2 separate regions of the Danio rerio genome follow, and region 1 is linked to region 2. Evidence: chromatin contacts called from public HiChIP or PLAC-seq data. All regions are on one chromosome and are shown on one strand. The core of a region is the stretch at or near the end of the contact, and the rest is flanking DNA. Distances in the headings are between cores, read along the strand shown. Region 1 holds the start of acot22 (acyl-CoA thioesterase 22). Region 2 holds the start of wdr26a (WD repeat domain 26a).

Region 1 (2,700 bases), core at 67-2,566, 310 kb after region 2:
GAGCGGCAGTTCAGCTTGCTCCGGCCCTGATTATTGCGGTTGCCAAATTATCAATTATTTAAAATCGCGACGACGCAGGGCCCTCTAATCACGCAGGGCCCCCCTGCGGTGCATGCCCTGCGGGCCCGTCTGCTACGCCACTGCTCAGGCTGTGGCATAGCTGTAAATGACACATCCCCATTTTCAGCACAGCAAGGCAATGCCCTAAACATTCATATCTGTTACCTGACTATTATAAGATATTATAAGACTATATATAACTTATTAAAAAGAGACTGTAATGAGTTTTGGGGCAGCACGGTGGCACAGTGGGTAGCACAATCGCCTCTCAGCAATAAGGTCACTGGTTAGAGCAGGGGTCACCAATCTCGGTCCTGGAGGGCCAGTGTCCCTGCAGGGTTTTGTTCCAACTTGCCTCAACACATTTGCCTGGATGTTTCAAGTATACCTAGTAAGACTTTGATTAACTTGTTCAGACGTGTGTAATTAGAGTTGGAGCTAAAATCTGAAGGACACCAGCCCTCCAGGAACAAGTTTGGTGGCCCCTGGGTTAGAGCCTCGGCTCTAAACACATGGGCTATAGGTGCATTGGATGAACTAAATTGGCCGTAGTGTAATAGAGTGTGCTTGAATGAGAGTGTATGGGTGTTTCCCAATATTGGGGTGAGGTGACCTCTGAAATAGAGACTTAGTCAAAGGAGAATTAATGAATGATTTTAAAACTGTGTCTGGTGCTAATGTTGGCTTAAGTGACAGAGAGATGAAAGAGACAGCATAATAATGCAAATAACTGACCAGTGGGCATAAAAAGAGTCCCTCTGATCCTTCCTTCGGTGACAAGACTTCTCCGGACACCCTCGCTCAGGCAGTGTCTCTCGTTGGTCACTTTGGCCAGGACTTTCTCATCCTCACCGACAACCTCAATGTCAACAAGAGCTGGACGCGTCACATCTTTCAGCTTGAACTTGCAGCTTAATAGATCTGCTTTCAGAGCCCAGAATAAACCCATCGGTTCCACTCCAGAAAAGCTCCCGCCAGCAGAAGAGTCGCGCTTGAGGTCAATTTGGCCATTGTCATCTGCTAGGTAGATCGCTGAAGCCTTGAAATCACGTCCACCTTCATCCGTGATTTTGGAGCGCAGATTCACACGTTGATGTGGATTTAAGCCGCTCACCATCACATGCACCGGGTCTTCGAATGAGCACTTGTAACTGGGCAGAAGCTTGATGCTGACTCCTGAACTGTAGTGCACCTTCGCAAGGGATCTTGCAAAAGGCATAAAGGCAAATTTCAGTGCTGCATACATGTTATCCCTGTGATCACTGCAGGATACTGCTTAGAAAGATGATTTCAAAGAGCTTCTTAAAGCATCTTTGGACTCGAATCAGTCACAAGATCAGTTTTATATTTATGTAGACTTTGAACTGTCAGATCTCAAATTACATATCTGCGAGCAATTTAAAAATGGCATGTGATTTTGATACGGATGAAGTAACCTGACTACAGCTGAGGTCAGAATTATTAGCCCTCCTGTATATTTTCCCCTCAATTTCTGTTTAACGGAGAGAAAAACATTTCTAAACATAATAGCTTTTAATAACTCATTTCTAATAACTGGTTTATTTTGTCTTTGCCACGATGACAGTAAATAATATTAGACTAGATATTCTTCAAGATACTAGTATTCAGCTTAAAGTGACATTCAATGCATAACCGCTTGGTCCTGGGACACAAAGCGGTTGTGGATAGGGCTCTAAGGCAGGCTCATCCAGTTCGGAGAGGTTTTCGAGGAAATTTAAGTGTGAACTTTGCTTATCGACTGATACAGGATTGAGCGGCTCACAAACAAACAGTTCCTCTGAATCAATGAACTCTACTTCAAGATCCGATTTATCGGCTGCAGGGTTGCTTCGGCTTTCTGGCGCGTCACTTTCAATGAAGTTTCGCTGCTCAGCAAGGATTGTTAATTTCCTCAAGAAGTCTCTGCTTGGCCTGATAAATCTTTTTTTCTTTTTTTTTTGTACATTCAGTTAAATAAACTTTGGCATTCATTTAGTTGCTCAAGCGTAAAACAAGACAAAAAACCTGCTGCCAGCTAGTGTTTCAGAAGTGTTATTGCAGAACAACACAAACAGCAGGCGGAAGTATATATGACAATGTGCAAGGCATGCAGAAGTATATATCAGCCTTGAGAGCCACGGCGAGGGCTATGCGACCGCATGAAGGCTACGCCGCAGCATACATGTGCGCTTGACGCAGAAGCATAAATCAGCCTTACCTGCACGTCACAATGACGCGTACCGCAAGCTCTGTGATACCATCGACTTGGTAGGGCTGACGAGTGTGTGTGGGACCAAGAGCCGCGTGAACCCATTGGACTGAGTGTTTACAATATTGGAGTCCCGTAAAGGAGCTTCAGATGGAAACTGTTGAAAACTTTGCGTCCATCTACACCGTCTGACTTTCACACTAGTGGTGTTCTCGCTCAATTGCAGTCAGTGCAACTCTGATTCCGAATGCATTCCACGGTTGCCACAGCACCGAAGTTACAACATGGCGGAGATCAGGATTTTAAAAAAGTACATGCATCTAATGATCGATCTGTCATCAAAATGCAATATTACAGATCATTAATTCAGTGAGTTTTACATCGCACTGTAATACTCGATACTCTTTAATGTAAATGTCAGCATAGTGGTC
Region 2 (2,719 bases), core at 219-2,718:
CAATGTAAACACAAAAACCCCACTGACACCACAATGTAAACACAAAAACACCACTGACACAATCATGAAAACACAAAAACACCACTGACACCATCTTTACCACATAACACAACTGACAGCACAATGTAAACAAAAACACCACTGACACAATCATGAAAACACAAAAACACCACTGACAGCACAATGTAAACACAAACACACCACTGACACCTCAATGTAAGCAGAAAACATCATTGACACCACAATGAAAACACAAAAACACCACTGACACAATCATGAACAAACAAAAACACCACTGACACAATCATGAAAACACAAAAACACCACTGACACCACAATGTAAACACAAAAACACCACTGACACAATCATGAAAACACAAAAACACCCCTGACACAATCATGAACACAAAACACCACTGACACAATCATGAAAACAGCACTGACAGCCATCAGAAAGCCACTAAACAGTAATGACATCATGAAAACACAAAACACCACTGACACCATCTACAAAACACCACTGACACCATCTTGAAAACACAAAAACACCACTGAAAATAAATAAATTCCACCGACACGCTACAAAATCTCAACTGACATCATCGTGGAAGCACACAAATCGCCACTGACACTGTTATGAAAACAATAAACAGCAGGACACAAACACCACCAGCGCTCGCCACCACCGTCGAAACACACACACACACACACACACACACACTAAACCATAACATTTCAAAATGACAGCTTTGTCAAAAAACCCAAACACCATCACGAAAGCCGCACTGACAGCATCATGGCTCCATCTCGATAATAACCGGATGATCCGCCGATACTCACTTGAGTCCCAGCCCGTGTAGATGCTGTCCGATGAGTCTGATCACGTCCTCGTCGCTCTGGGACAGCCGTTTCTTCTTCTTCATCCCGGTGTCCGGAGCCGGGCTCTCGGTGGACGACGGCAACCCGTTATTAGCGGAGGACAGCAGCCCGTTGGAGTGCACAGCTCCCGCGGCGGAGGACGAGGACTCTCCGTTCCGGCAGGACAGCTGCGGCTCCGGCTCTTGTCCTCCGGTGCCGTTGGCCTGCATGTTATGATCCGCGGTGACGGTGGCGGATCCGCGCGCCTGTGGGCTGTTATTGAAGCCGATGGCCGAGCGCCGGTGGGGGGTTGGGAGAGACGCCGCAGAGAGGCCCGTGATCCCGGCTGCAGACGCCCCGCTCTGTCCTGCTCCCTCCGCCGCCGAGACTCGGCTTTTCTTCCGCGGTGGCGGCGAAGCTCCGCCGGTTTCCGACTCGGAAGAAGAGGCAGCGGAGGCCAGAGTTTTCCTCGCCGGTAATGTCAGAGTCGAGACGCCTCGCGGGCTCAATATCAGCGCGGTCACAGACGCGGAAAAGCCGCCGCCGTTTGCTCGTTCAGTCGCTCGCTCCTCTTGTTATTGTTTGTCAGGGAACAGCTGCAAGTCCATTACGGACGTCCGTGCGCGGTGACGTCACAGGAAGCGCCGCAACAACCTTGAACTCTTTTGATTATGTGCCGTTGTCTTACACGCTGTAAATGTTTTATACACAAAAATAAGATCCTAAAAACAATACCTATATTCAATACTTTCCTTGTTGAAATTTCGTTCAATACTGAATCTCTTAAGCTCAATAATAAAAATAATACATTGCTTAAAGCTTATGATAATCTTTTTTATTAATTATTGAGGCTTTGGAAAGTTTTTTCTCTCTTCTTTATTTTTTCTTTATTGTATTTTTTCTTCAATGCATTGATGCTGTTATTCTTGTATTCATTAAAAAAAAAATTAAAAAGTACCACTGTCTTATTATTTTATTTATTTAATTTATACATTTCTTGTTATTTTATTTTTCTTTAAATGTAATATACATAATGCAACACCATTACTGTATTTTTCTTGCAATGCCCTAAGTTTCAAAGTTGATGCAATCTTTAATTGCTAACGTTTTTGAGATCAGCAATGAAAAAATAATATTGCAAATAATTTAATGATTATTATTGTAATTGATGTGCACAGAATGTATGTGTGAAGATTCGAGATGTGCAGCACCTGAAACTACAGGTACCGGAAGCCTGTGCTGGCATTTCTCCTGCGGTGTTGCTATCAGTGTGTGAGAGTGGGAGAAGAGTCTTGCATTGATAATCCAACACAACGGGCAGCACACTGAACACATTTAATAAGTGGTCAGACACTTTTAAATAACTCATGAAAGAATAAAGTGACGTTAAAACCAAGCACACCATTGCTTTTCTTGTGAAATTCCCAATAGGTTTGATGTGTCACATGACCCTCTTCCTATTAAAAAAAAACAAAAGTTGGATCCAAGATGGCCGACTTCAAAATGACCCCCATGGTCACCACCTATCTTGAAAAGTTTACCCCCTCACATATACTAATGTGCCCCAAATAGGACGTTAATATCACCAACCATTCCCATTTTATTACAGTGTATCAATATAAATGGCCCACCCTGTAGTATAAAAGTCAATGGTTACAGGTTTTGCAGCATTCTTCAAAATATCTCCTTTAGTGTTCAGCAGAAGAAAGATGTTCATAAGAGATGTAATGTGAGTAAAGGATCAGAGATTTGCCATCACTTTAATATGGCGCTGCTTGTTTGGAGGGGTGGAGGGTTGAGTGGAATTACAGGAAAGTTTTGTTTGCAGTAATTATGTCCAATAATAAACAGCTGCTGCTGT

The links. HiChIP or PLAC-seq counts read pairs in DNA pulled down with a chosen protein or histone mark.
Region 1: a contact with region 2 is called in an H3K4me3 HiChIP or PLAC-seq map of embryo, with 2.2 times the contacts expected there. The contact joins the promoter of acot22 here to the promoter of wdr26a in region 2. A contact is called at or near these places in 2 of 18 Hi-C or Micro-C datasets (caudal fin and an unstated tissue) and 1 of 4 datasets of contacts at active chromatin or transcription factors (embryo).

Annotation. Positions count from the first base shown.
Region 1 is chr16:3,021,490-3,024,189 of GRCz12tu, forward strand. acot22 (acyl-CoA thioesterase 22) reads right to left here and starts at 1,317. Exons shown (of 3, transcript NM_001256219.1): 1 at 796-1,317. The coding sequence starts at 1,306.
Region 2 is chr16:2,709,065-2,711,783 of GRCz12tu, forward strand. It overlaps wdr26a (WD repeat domain 26a), which reads right to left and starts at 1,469. Exons shown (of 15, transcript XM_073925693.1): 1 at 841-1,469. The coding sequence starts at 1,088.